2 separate regions of the Aedes albopictus genome follow, and region 1 is linked to region 2. A link is a contact called in public Hi-C data. All regions are on one chromosome and are shown on one strand. Each heading gives the region's core, a stretch centred on a gene start, on an enhancer-like site or on the middle of the called end of the contact. The rest is flanking DNA. Distances are from core to core; before and after follow the strand shown.

Region 1 (6,260 bases), core at 3,095-5,594, 250 kb after region 2:
ACGGGTATTCAGCATGACCATGCTGAGGGTGACGGGTTCGATTCCCGGTCGGTCCAGGATCTTTTCGTAAAGGAAATTTCCTTGACTTCCTTGGGCATAGAGTATCTTCGTGCCTGCCACACGATATACACATGCAAAATGGTCATTGGCAGAGGAAGCTCTCAGTTAAAAACTGTGGAAGTGCTCATAGAACACTAAGCTGAGAAGCAGGCTTTGTACCAGTGAGGACGTTACGCCAAGAAGAGAGAAAGAGAGAGAGAGTACCTCCAGGAATTTCAAAAAGAGTTACTCCGGAAATTCCTCTAGGAATATCTCTGAGCATCCAACTAGGAGTTGCTCCAGGAATTCCTCTAGGGGTTCATCCGATAAGTTCTCTAGGACTTTCCCGAGGAATTCCTCTGTGACTTCCTCCTGGAAATCCACGGCATTGGTGTTCCTCCATGGAATTCCAGGTCATTAGGCCGAAGTACGTCAGTCGTCAAATGACCTGACTGGAAAAGCCATTTTGAAGTTAAATTCTATCGCAATCGCAGTCCAAAGAGATCTCCACTGATACACAACAAGTTTCACTGGCGTACACCAGTACAGATTTCACGTTCGAGTAAAAAAAACGGATTTTGGTGCATCGGCTAATCTGGTCGTTTTTCCCTACAGCTCGCAAAAGCAGCCCTTGCCTTCTTGATTCGTGCACCTATGTCGATTTTTTAAGACCTGGCGCTGAGGAGCGATTGGCAAGATTATTGAGCTTTTTCTGCATCTTAAAAAGATCGTGCAAAGAGATCTTAAAGAAAATCCTTATAAGTTTTCGAAGGAACTCCTCAAGGAATTTCTAAAGAACCATCTGAAGAATACCTGTAATGAATTCCGTGACGGCAATCCTGCCCTAGAGGACCTTCTGGAGAAAAGTCAGACGAAGTACTGTATTATGTTTCCAGTTCAAAACCGAATTAGCGACATTTTTTCTTCGACTTCCGCTGCTTTTGCCTTGCGTTAAACACAATGTCGGAAGTGGGGCGCTGTATCGTACACCTGGTGCTCTATACAGCGCCCCACTTCCGACATTGTGTTTAACGCAAGGCAAAAGCAGCGGAAGTCAAAGAAAAAATGTCGCTAATTCGGTTTTGAACTGGAAACATAATATAGAGGAACTCCTGAACTTACCGGAACTCATTCACGAATACGGTGCTTTCAGAGGAACTTCTGAAGAAATCAGGCTTGAGAAGTCTTGAAGGTGTCATTTTCTTGATTAATTTCTGGAGGAAATCTTGCGAGGTGTTTTTTGCAACGGGCCCTCTGGAGGACTTCAAGGCGGGATTTCCATAGGAAATCGTGGAGGTCTCCCGGGGGACCTTCTCTTGTATTCGCTCCCCTAAGAACTTGTTAACTTAGCTTAGACTGTCGATGGTTGCTTATCTGTGATTGAACTGAACTGGTAGAAATTGCACTGAGATTCAACTGAATAAGGAGCTAGGACACTCTACTTTTTCCCAAAGTGCAAATTAAGCTGCTCATACATACTACTTTCAGTCCTGGGCACCCATCATGGTGGTGCAGAGGGCCGAATTGAAAGATTTCCATCCTGGGCGATTGCCAGCCATCGCCTTGACCCGTGACCAGGTTAAATTTCTGTCGACCTGCTTTATTTCGTTGTTGAGGCTGCGCCGCCATGAGCCTCTGGGTCTGCCTCTGCTGCGATGTCCTGCTGAGTTCCAATCTTACGCTTGTTGCAGATTACGCCCCTGCGTAAAGTGGGGCCGACCCATCTCCACTTTCGCTCCCGAATTTCTGTCGCTATCGGCTTTAGATGACATCGACGATGGAGATCCACGATAGAGATCTAATTGTGAGGCCATCATTCATGAATTATATACCGCAGGCATCTGTTGATGAAGACCTGCAGCAGTTGAGTGTTCTCCACTGATACAAACCAAATTTCACATTTCTTAGAGTCGCAAAATGAGCCTTCGCTCTCTTGATCCGTCCTATGTCGATCTTGGTGCCACAGGGTGCCACCATCGGCCACCATTTGGCTGCCAAGATATTGGAAGCTATCAAAATTATCCACTGCTTGTCCAGCTACCGTAAATTTGGAAGGGTTGGCCGTGTTTAAATCTAACGATTTGGTCTTGTTAACATTGAAGATAAGACCTGTCGCCGAGCAGCGATTGACAAGATCATCGTGCTTGCTCTGCATCTTAAAGAGATCTTAAAGAAACTCCTCAAAGAATCCCGTGACAGGATTGCTAGAGTACCTTCTGGAGAAAAGTCAGTCAAAGTACTTGAAAAATATCTCTAGGAAACGAACGAATTCCAGTAGATTTTTAAAGGAATTCACGAACAACTCCTGAAGGTGCTGGCTCCAGAGGAACTTCTGAAGAAATTAAGCATTACTATGAGAAATTCTGAAAGTGGAATTTCCGGAGAATGTCCCACAGGAGCTTCTTCAGAAATTCCTGGATTAATTCCTGTAGGAAATCTTGCGAGTTGTAATTTGTGACGGGTTTCCTGGAGATCTTCAAGACGGAATTTCCATGAGATCTTCTTAGCTTAGCTTAGACTGACCGCACGTCAATGGTTGCTTCTCCGTGATTGAACTGAATTGCACATATATTCAACTGAATAAGGGGCTGGGACACTCAACTCATTGTCAATTTAAGCTGCTCATACATGTTGGATCAATAACAGCGCCGGTCAAGTCCGTAGTTTCGCTAACTTCCACTTACTCGAATTTAAAACTACTTACAAATGTAACTGGGTCTCCAGTTAGCCTAGTGGTTAAGGCTATGGATCGCCAATCCGGAGACGGCGGGTTCGATTCCCGTTCCGGTCGGGAAAATGTTCTCGACTCCCTGGGCATAGTGTATCATTGTACTTGCCTCACAATATACAAATTCATGCAATGGCAGGCAAAGAAAGCCCTTCAATTAATAACTGTGGAAGTGCTCTGAGAACACTAAGTTGAAGAGAGGCAGGCCAAGTTCCAATGCGAACGTCGAGCCATAAAAAAGAAGAAGAAGAAGAACAAATGTAAACTCTTCGTTACTTGAGCCTTGCCACAAGCATGTAAAATTTAGTCATATCTTCGTTTGAAATAAATTGATCAGTTTTCAATAGTTCCATATTAATGTTTTTTTTTTCTCTTTCTTTACAGGTAACAAATGTCAATTAGTGGGATGACGGTTCTTGTTGGTAAGCGTTTAATATTTCTACTGAATATTGTGGATTTACCGGTTACTTGTATTCTACCGGTCGCTTCAGTATGGCCTCCAAAGTAGCCGTTTTATAAAAAAAAAAGTAACATAAAAATGTGTTTAAACATTTTTATTGTATGCGCTATTCCTCGTTGCCACTAGCTATTCAGCGACATGCATTTTTTGACAATCAAGTTGACTTTTATATGAAAACGGCTACTTTGTAACGGCTACTCAAGTAACCGGTAGAATACAAGTAGCCGGTAAATCCACAATAAAATGACGATAAGTATTTTCATAACCAACAATTAGGCGCCGTCCACAAATTACGTAACGCTCTAGGGGGAGGGGGGAAGTGCAGCCAAGCGTTACGGCCACGTATGTGGCAACCCTAATCCCACCTAATGCATCTGACAGGAGCCAACATCTATCGTGTATCCACAATGGAATCCTTTGTGGATACACAAATGTTTACATACAAGATGTTGGATTCTTAAACATGGCGGCCTCGCACCCTGGTGGTTACGGCTCATACAAAAATTTTCATACAAAAAGGGTTACGGAGGGGGGAGGGGGGTTGAAAAATGCCGATTTTAGCGTTACGTATTATATGGACGCTGCCTTATGTCTTGATGGAAAAACTGCATTCGAAATTTCAATGTTGATGACTTCTTCGACCTTAAAACTCTCCTCTGTTCGATCAACCCTATTAATAAAGATCGAATGATTAGATGAACACAAATAATTTTTAAAGACTATATTGCCCATTTTTATAATTTAATTGAGAATAAATAATGACGCTGACAATATTCCTAGTAAAATGGGTTCAATCTCCTATCTTCAGTCGTATTTTGAGGTCAGTGTGAAGTGAATTCCACGGTTAACACTATTGATACGGCCTTTAACATCTGCAGAAATTAACAAGAGAGAGATTTTCCATGTCTCAACTATTTGAACAGCTTATCAGGCCTGTTTTTATGTTGGAAATTCGCATGCCACTACCAGGCCGAACGCAACGAATGTGTACAACGAAAATATTTATTCTTCTATTCAATGCATTACTACGCACACCAGTTTCGATTGGGTTACCTTCCTGCTCTGCCATCAACAGTGCTAGCGCACATGCGCAGATAGTCCTTACTCAGTGGAGTGTGCAGTACTAGAGCGTCTGTCAAATACTTTGTTATGTTGTGAAATCGATCGGCTGTGTTATGAAATTTAGGTAGAAAATTCCAAATTTTCGTTTTACTACCAAAGCTTTCGTAAACGTATGACGTGTCTTTTAGAAGTTCATTATAAGAAGTAGTTCGTGAAGTTAAGTTTATCGGAATTGAGTTGTTTTTTGCGAGGAAAAAAGTTAGCTTCAAATCTAGCAATGGCTACTACCCCACCCGGATACAATGAATTACTGCAGTGTCCATACGAAAAGGCACACAGGATCCAAGCTCACGCTATGTCCAAACATCTTTTCAAGTGCCGAAAAAACCACCCGAATCAGAAATTTGTTTCCTGTCCGTTCAACGAATCCCATCGAGTGGCAGCGCTGGAGCTAAAATTGCACGCTCAGAACTGTGAAGACCGTGCTTCCTTCGAAACATACAAGTACTACATCACGACGGGAACAAAGGAAAAAGACATGAAAGAGCCGGAGCTTGTTTACAATAACAGCCCTCCCAAGGACCTGTACAAAAAGTACCGAGACAAAACGAGTGACGAGGAGCCAGAACCTGAGCAAAAGTCATCCCTGCTGGACGACGATGAATGTTGGGATGATATGAATGCCCCGGCATACAACCCACAAAAATACTGCGAAACGGCAAAAGTGATTAGAAAAGCAACCTTGAAGACGCCATCGGAGAAGAAAGCATTCTACGAGAGTGAACGGCTCCGGTTGGAGGATTTGAAGTTAAAAGAGTGATTAAAATATTTATGTTTCGTCGTTTGCCTGTTACTGGCAATGAGGTCATAATTGTTTATGTTTCATATATACTGTTAAAACCGTGATAATACGGGAATCTTTATGCTGTGTTCAGACTGCAGAGATGACGCATTGCCAACAAAACAGCACTTCCATTTTCTAGCTCTTGTTTCAACGATTCAGATTTTGGTTTTCAAATAAAATACTGAAGCTTAAAAAGTAGGTAATCGCTTGTACACTGAATGTAAACAAAGCGTGATCAATTCATAAACAGACCTTAATGTAGAACAAATAGAATTCATTGGCATATATCTAATGATTGATGATCTGAATGACATTAACTATCGATCATTTTCAATTACGATATTATTTTCAACAGTGAGAAAGCTTCAGCGCAGATCAATCGGCACTTTTGAGAACTACAAATAAAAAAAACCTTGTTTGATAATTATGATGATGGCAGAGAATCAATATTGAATTATATATTAGAATCTTTTCAGGATAATTGTTTTCAGTTTCTCGCTACCGTTATACCTAGCTACATTGTCACAATCACTCTACTCACTATCCATCGTTTTCCTTTTTAACGGATAATTCAAATGTTCTGTAGTTTGCAAATCGCTCGCTCACGGCTCTCGCATCGCTTTTGCTCCTGTTTGACGTTTGCTCACTACCGCCATCTATTCAGTGGATTTGCGAAACACAGCGTTATAAGCATTGGTCGATCATGCTTTCGTGACGATGATTTTTATCGCATTTTGTTCCAAGTGATACGTCTGTTTGTCTGTGCCTCACCTTACATCCGTTTAATGCACACAATATATTTAAAGTTGGTGCGACATTTTTCCTGCCTGAACACAGCTTGAAACGTATTGAAATGATTTTGTTTATTTGATTCGTGTTATGAAAAAGAAAAACAATGTTTTTATTTGAATATACTTTCGTGTGATCGGTCCACATTAATTAAATTTAGCTGTCGAAAAAAAAAGTATTGCCATGTTCTCTGCAAATGACTTTCTGGGTACTTCGGGCTTTTGTTTTAATATTTTTGTACAGAAATAAACAAAAGATCAACCGCATGTAGAGTTTTTCAATTGTTTCTATATCACATCCACACATGCGATTTCATTAACGGAATAATAACTTGACCA
Region 2 (6,287 bases), core at 2,056-4,555:
GGTGAGAAGGTCAATTCTCCGTTTCTGCAATGAAATGGTGCAAAAAGCGTGGGTATTATGATTCCTTGCCTAATTTGATGCTGTTTGAGCAAAACTTTGGATAACTATGTTGTTTATGTTACAAGAAATGGAGAAAACAACAACATTGTTGCCCAAAGTTTTGCTCAAACAGCATCAAATTAGGCAAGGAATCATAATACCCACGCTTTTTGCACTATTTCATAACAGAAACGGAGAATTGACCTTCTCACCATACTAAAATTCAGCTCATTACTACAAATCTAGTACTTCACCGATCTGTCCTATTGATCATCTCACCATACAAAAATCCAGCTCACTACTTTCAATCTAGTACTTCACTGATTGCCTCCTATAGGAAGCAATCAGTGAAGTACTAGATTGAAAGTAGTGAGCTGGATTTTTGTATGGTGAGATGATCAATTCTCCGTTTCTGCAAAGAAATGCTGCAAACAGCGTGGGTTATATGATTTCTTGCCTAATTTGATGCTGTTTGAGCAAAAGTTTGGTTAACTGTGTTGTTGTATTATTTATTTCTTGCAACTTCAACAACACAGTTACCCAAAGTTTTGCTCAAACAGCATCAAATTAGGCAAGAAATCATATAACCCACGCTGTTTGCAGCATTTCTTTGCAGAAACGGAGAATTGATCATCTCACCATACAAAAATCCAGCTCACTACTTTCAATCTAGTACTTCACTGATTGCTTCCTATTGATCGTTAAAGGCATGTGCCAAGCCGTTTTGAAGAGTGTTACGTCTGTTTGTCTGTGGCGCTAGTGTTCGATCGCTTTGACGTTTGCCAGTGTACACGTTGTTGAATGATGCAAACGAAAATTGCCCATTGCACGGTGACGTCATCAAGAAATCGCTCTCTTTCTCTCCTAGGGGAAATTAGAAAACAACAGGACCAACACCTGTCAAATTTGACAGGTACTGGTCCTGTTGTTTTTAAACTCTCTGAAGGAGCAAAAGAGATAGAATTTCGCCGTGAAGTGGTCTATTACAGGCAATTTGTGTAGTAGTGTGCGTGTCAGCTAAACATCAAATCGAAATCCATCATGGCCGACAGTGTCGCGCGCGGTTCTACCAACAGGTGGCAGTGTGCTCATGAAAATGACACCGGTCAAAAGTTTTTGATGAATTCCCTCTAAGAGTTACGTCTGTTTGTCTGTGCTGTAACCAAAACGGCCGAGATAGCGCTCCAAAAGAACCGAACAGGAATCCGCGCGTGTTCATCACGCTGGACGTAAAGAATATACGTTCAACAGCGTCTGAACACCCCAAGTTCTCCATACAAACTTCGGTTTTAAACTGTGAAGGCCCGGTCCAATATTTTTCAAAAATTCATTCACTATGACACTTCTAGCACCGACAAACTGACGTGCAGGCTAGTACGAAGGTTCATGAAATGCGCGTCCGAAATTTCAAATTGAAAACCGTTGAAACACTAATGCCATCTGTTGATTTTTGTTCAGAAGTATTTTGACCAAAAAATATCGATCACTCTTAAATAATACCACGCAAACGTGTGTTCGAATGGAAAGATTTTTCAAAGGTCGAACGATGCTCTATAAACGTCAATACAATGGGAATGATTACTCATACTTCACATGATTGACGAAGAAAAGAAAAAAATCAATTAATTCTGTTCAAAATATAGCTTTTTGCAAGCTTTGAACACTCATAAGTCTCACATAATTTCATTATTTTCTTGGATTTATTGTAGCGTGGATGTTGACATTCTGTGGCGTCGTCGGCGGCGTCGCCCTCATCGTCATCACTGCCGTTGCCGTTCTTTTGCTATTTTGCTATTTAACTATACATCAGGACACAATAATTTCATCATAAGAACCAAAGTAAATGTTCTTGAAGCAATTTATTAATGACTAAACAATGTAAGTTCTCAATTTGATAATATTTCTCAGTTCGAAACGTGAAATAGTGATCGCCTAAGCACTCGATATCTTAACGGCACCAGCAGCAGCAACAGAGACAGCAACATCGTCGCGACGCTCGTTGAATCCGGTGCGTATACAGATGGTAACAACCACCAAAATTTGGTGTTATTTAACTACGGCTGAGGCGTTGAACTAAATTATTCAATTTTCATATTCAAATGCTTAAGTAAACCGTAAAATGCTACATTCTGAGTGCCCGCGAAGCAGCAGACTCATATTACCGGCTATCACGTGCTTTTGTTTACAAATTATTCGGTCAAGACGACGCCTGCATGGGCGTCATCATTTTGTCAAACGTCACTTCAGTTTGACATTTGCGATCACTGGCTTTTGAATTAATCGTGTAATGTTTTCGGTCATGTCCTGAGATCGAGAGTCACGTCAGTTCGTCGGTGCTTCTAGGGTCTTTTTTTCTCATCCCATAACACCAATAGGACAGATCGGTGAAGTACTAGATTTGTAGTAATGAGCTGAATTTTTGTATGGTGAGAAGGTCAATTCTCCGTTTCTGCAATGAAATGGTGCAAAAAGTGTGGGTATTATGATTCCTTGCCTAAATTGATGCTGTTTGAGCAAAACTTTGGGCAACAGTATTGTTGTTTTCTCCATTTCTTGCAACATAAACAACATAGTTATCCAAAGTTTTGCTCAAACAGCATCAAATTAGGCAAGGAATCATAATAGGACAGATCGGTGAAGTACTAGATTTGTAGTAATGAGCTGAATTTTAGTATGGTGAGAAGGTCAATTCTCCGTTTCTGTAATGAAATAGTGCAAAAAGCGTGGGTATTATGATTCCTTGCCTAATTTGATGCTGTTTGAGCAAAACTTTGGGCAACAATGTTGTTGTTTTCTCCATTTCTTGTAACATAAACAACATAGTTATCCAAAGTTTTGCTCAAACAGCATCAAATTAGGCAAGGAATCATAATACCCACGCTTTTTGCACCATTTCATTGCAGAAACGGAGAATTGACCTTCTCACCATACTAAAATTCAGCTCATTACTACAAATCTAGTACTACACCGAACGTGCCCCATACCCACACTTTTTGCACCATTTCATTGCAGAAACGGAGAATTGACCTTCTCACCATACAAAAATTCAGCTCATTACTACAAATCTAGTACTACACCGAACGTGCCCCATTTTTGTAAAATTTTGTCGAGCACTGTAATCAGATAAGTCGTGTTTGGCGGTGTACTAGATTTCCAATAAGAAACACGCTAAACGTACTAGATGTTCTCATACAGTACCAGTTTTCATCGTGTACATCTCTCTTCTTATTTGACGTTTATCCCGTGTTTCGCATTTTTTTTTATCGAACTTCTTGCTGAAAAAGTGAAATTTTCGCGACGGAGTTGTTTACGTAAAAACCCGCAGTCCGTGATTTTGCGTTCGATTTTGCAGTGACCTAAATAGGCCACGACGTCGAAGTCATGTCCTTCACGTTAAATTCACTCTCCGGCAACGCTATTGCCACAATGCGTAAGTATTTTCCTAACTAACGGTTTCAAGAGTGAAGTTTTTGTGTTTGGATAGTGGAAAATCGATTTTTCTTACGTGTGGATTTTTTTTTGTAGATCCCATAATGGGCAGCATTGCCGGTGGAAGTGGATTCCTCGCACAGCCTATCGCTACGACCAGTGCTTCGTTATTGGGCAACAGTCAGATGGAGTATGCCCGCAAACAGAATCAAACACAACAATCCGGAGTTGCTCCGATGGATCTGGAATCGGCTTCGGAGAGGGATTCGATGAAGGAGGTGGTGGTTGGAGAGAAAAAGGACAAAAGTGGTCCGCTCGGGGGAGTGGAAGCCGGTGGGCAGATACTGTTTAATGGGTTGATTCCCCAGCCGCAAGGGTTTATGATGATGGCCCCGGGAATGATGAACATGATGGATGGCTCATCGCTGATCGGAATGCAGACATTTCCCGTTATGACCGCTCAGCAAATAAATCCGGGCGTGGAACTGAGTCAGCAGAATCTGGGAATCGTTAGACCTGAGGATGGCAGCAAGGAGATCATTTACTGCAAATCGTGTACCATGTTTCCGCCGAATCCGAATTTACCGTCACCGAAGACGATTGATCGTCCTCCCGGGTGTAGAACGGTCTTCGTGGGCGGTCTTCCGAACTCCATAACCGAGGAAATTATCCGGGAGATTTTTGAACGATGCGGTGAAATAACGACCCTTAGGTTTTCGAAAAAGAACTTTTGTCATATCCGGTTCGTGTACGAGGCATCAGTGGACTCGGCAATCTACCTATCCGGTTATCGGGTCAAGCTGAGTACCGGAGGGTTCAATTTCACCTCACCGGAGCCGAAAGATCCGGCAACTTTTGGACAGCTGCACGTCGACTACGCCCATGCTCGAGATGATCAGTACGACTTTGAATGCCGCCAGCGGAAGCTCCAACGAGAGCGTCGCCATCGGGAACGGGTCGAGGACGATCGCCTCAGGCCGCTGTCGCCTCAGCCTATCGCCCACTACACCGAACATGAGGCCACTTCAGTAGCTGAAAAGCTAAAAACCGACGAAACATTCATCAAAGCGGTTCAGACATTGATCGCCTGGCTCGAACGTGGCGACTGCAACAAGAAAAATGCCAACAGCTTCTACACCATGATCCAGAGCACCAACTCGCATGTGCGGCGCCTACTTAACGAGAAAGGCATCACCGATGAGGAACTGTGCCGCGCCAAAGAGCACTACCGGAAGCAGATGCAGTGCATGTTGAGCCAATGTAAGTAGACGCAGTTCTCCATTTTTGTTGCTCTTATTTGGCAAAGAATCTTAGCCTAGATCGATCGACTCCTAATGAGGCGCAAAAATATGTGGTAAGAAGCGACCTATTCTAGATTGCTAGCACACACACAAGTCTCCCTATCCCCCTCTCTCTCTCTCTCCGACTATTGCTTTTTCCCGATCAGAAACATGCTCATCAAAACCATTGAAGTAAGTTGGGATGGGGTGCGATGTGTTGTTTTAATTTAATTTTTCAAGTGAAAACATGTAACAGAATTAGACATTGTGATTTGAGGACGCATGAATATAGGTATATGTAGCTGCTCTAGAAATGCCGTCAGCATTTCTCCGATTATTTCTGCAAGACGTTCAGTTAAGATTCCTTAGGGAATTATTCAGCAATTTATCTATAAAAATAACGGCGGAACTTGTGCCGTAGGGATGTAGAAACTCCATAAATTAATCATTCGTTTCAGGTATTCATTTGGTAATGGGTAACACACGGTGAAGCATGATGTTGGATCTTTCTTTTTGTCGACCTTCTTCAGAGAAACGTGTTGGGTGACGTAGATCTTGAAGCTAAATTTATTTTATTAGTTACAAACCTTCAATGGTAGAGTTGTGTTATACTTACATTATACTTACAAACTAGCTGTACCCGGCAAACTTTGTCTTGCCTACTGCGTTTTTTGACGTTTCAAGTCGCTAGCCAAGTTCAAGTTCCCGTTCAAAATGCATGATAACCCGATTTTTTAAAACTCTCAATTTTTCCATGTTTTTTTTGCTTCATAAACCTTCCTTGGGTGAAAACTAACAGAACAAAACTTAGACGACCCAAATCGGACCATCCATTCGCAAGTTATGCGCGGTCCCACGTATGCCACTGCATTTTTATATATATAGATTGGTCTCTTATGGATATACGATGTCCAACAAATTCGTTTGTCTCTACGGCTATCAATGTAGTTTCAATCCAAACGTGGACACGACCCTAATCACAATTCAGCATTTACAAGTATATCTAGAAGCTCGCTCAGTTAAGCGATGCAAATACGCGACACTTCCAACAGCTCGCCCAACGACCTAAAACAACTAATATTGGATTCATTTTAATTTTAAACAATAATATAATTTACTTACTACTGTCAGCGATCAACTATAGGCTTGACTGACTAAATTGATTAAACTAATTCACGGGTAATAAACTGTGAAATTAATCTATATCGGTTCTAATTCAGTTGCTACATCAAGATGGCTTGCCAAAAATGCTATCATGATTTTTAAATAACTCAACGTACATACAGTACTGGCCAAAATTATAGGCAGTGATGGTGATGCGATGTTTAGGTTTATAAATCTCCCTTTGAAATAGCTTTATTCAAATGCAATAACTTTGGTATTATTGTTTATTGATCACAAAATATAATTGCATTGTTTCCAACATGAGGTGAAACTTAACGAAAGAGAATGAATTTAAATCTTGAATTTGGTCGAAAATTGTCTGGCCAAAATTATAGGCACTTTAAGACCTTCTTAAGAAAGTTTGATGTTCTATCC

The links. Hi-C and Micro-C count contacts between places; a contact is called where the count stands out from the background.
Region 1: a contact with region 2 is called in a Hi-C map of whole body, with 8 times the contacts expected there. The contact joins the promoter of LOC109407713 here to the promoter of LOC109431296 in region 2. A contact is called at or near these places in 2 of 3 Hi-C or Micro-C datasets (embryo and whole body).

The regions. Positions count from the first base shown.
Region 1 is chr3:237,853,212-237,859,471 of AalbF5, forward strand. LOC109407713 (gametocyte-specific factor 1 homolog) reads left to right here and starts at 4,345. Exons shown (of 1, transcript XM_062859677.1): 1 at 4,345-6,188. The coding sequence starts at 4,567. The coding sequence ends at 5,109. All of the region lies in intron 2 of LOC115264580 (F-box/LRR-repeat protein 16), which reads left to right.
Region 2 is chr3:237,607,010-237,613,296 of AalbF5, forward strand. LOC109431296 (ecto-NOX disulfide-thiol exchanger 2) reads left to right here and starts at 3,306. Exons shown (of 5, transcript XM_029868416.2): 1 at 3,306-3,469; 2 at 3,565-4,728. The coding sequence starts at 3,421.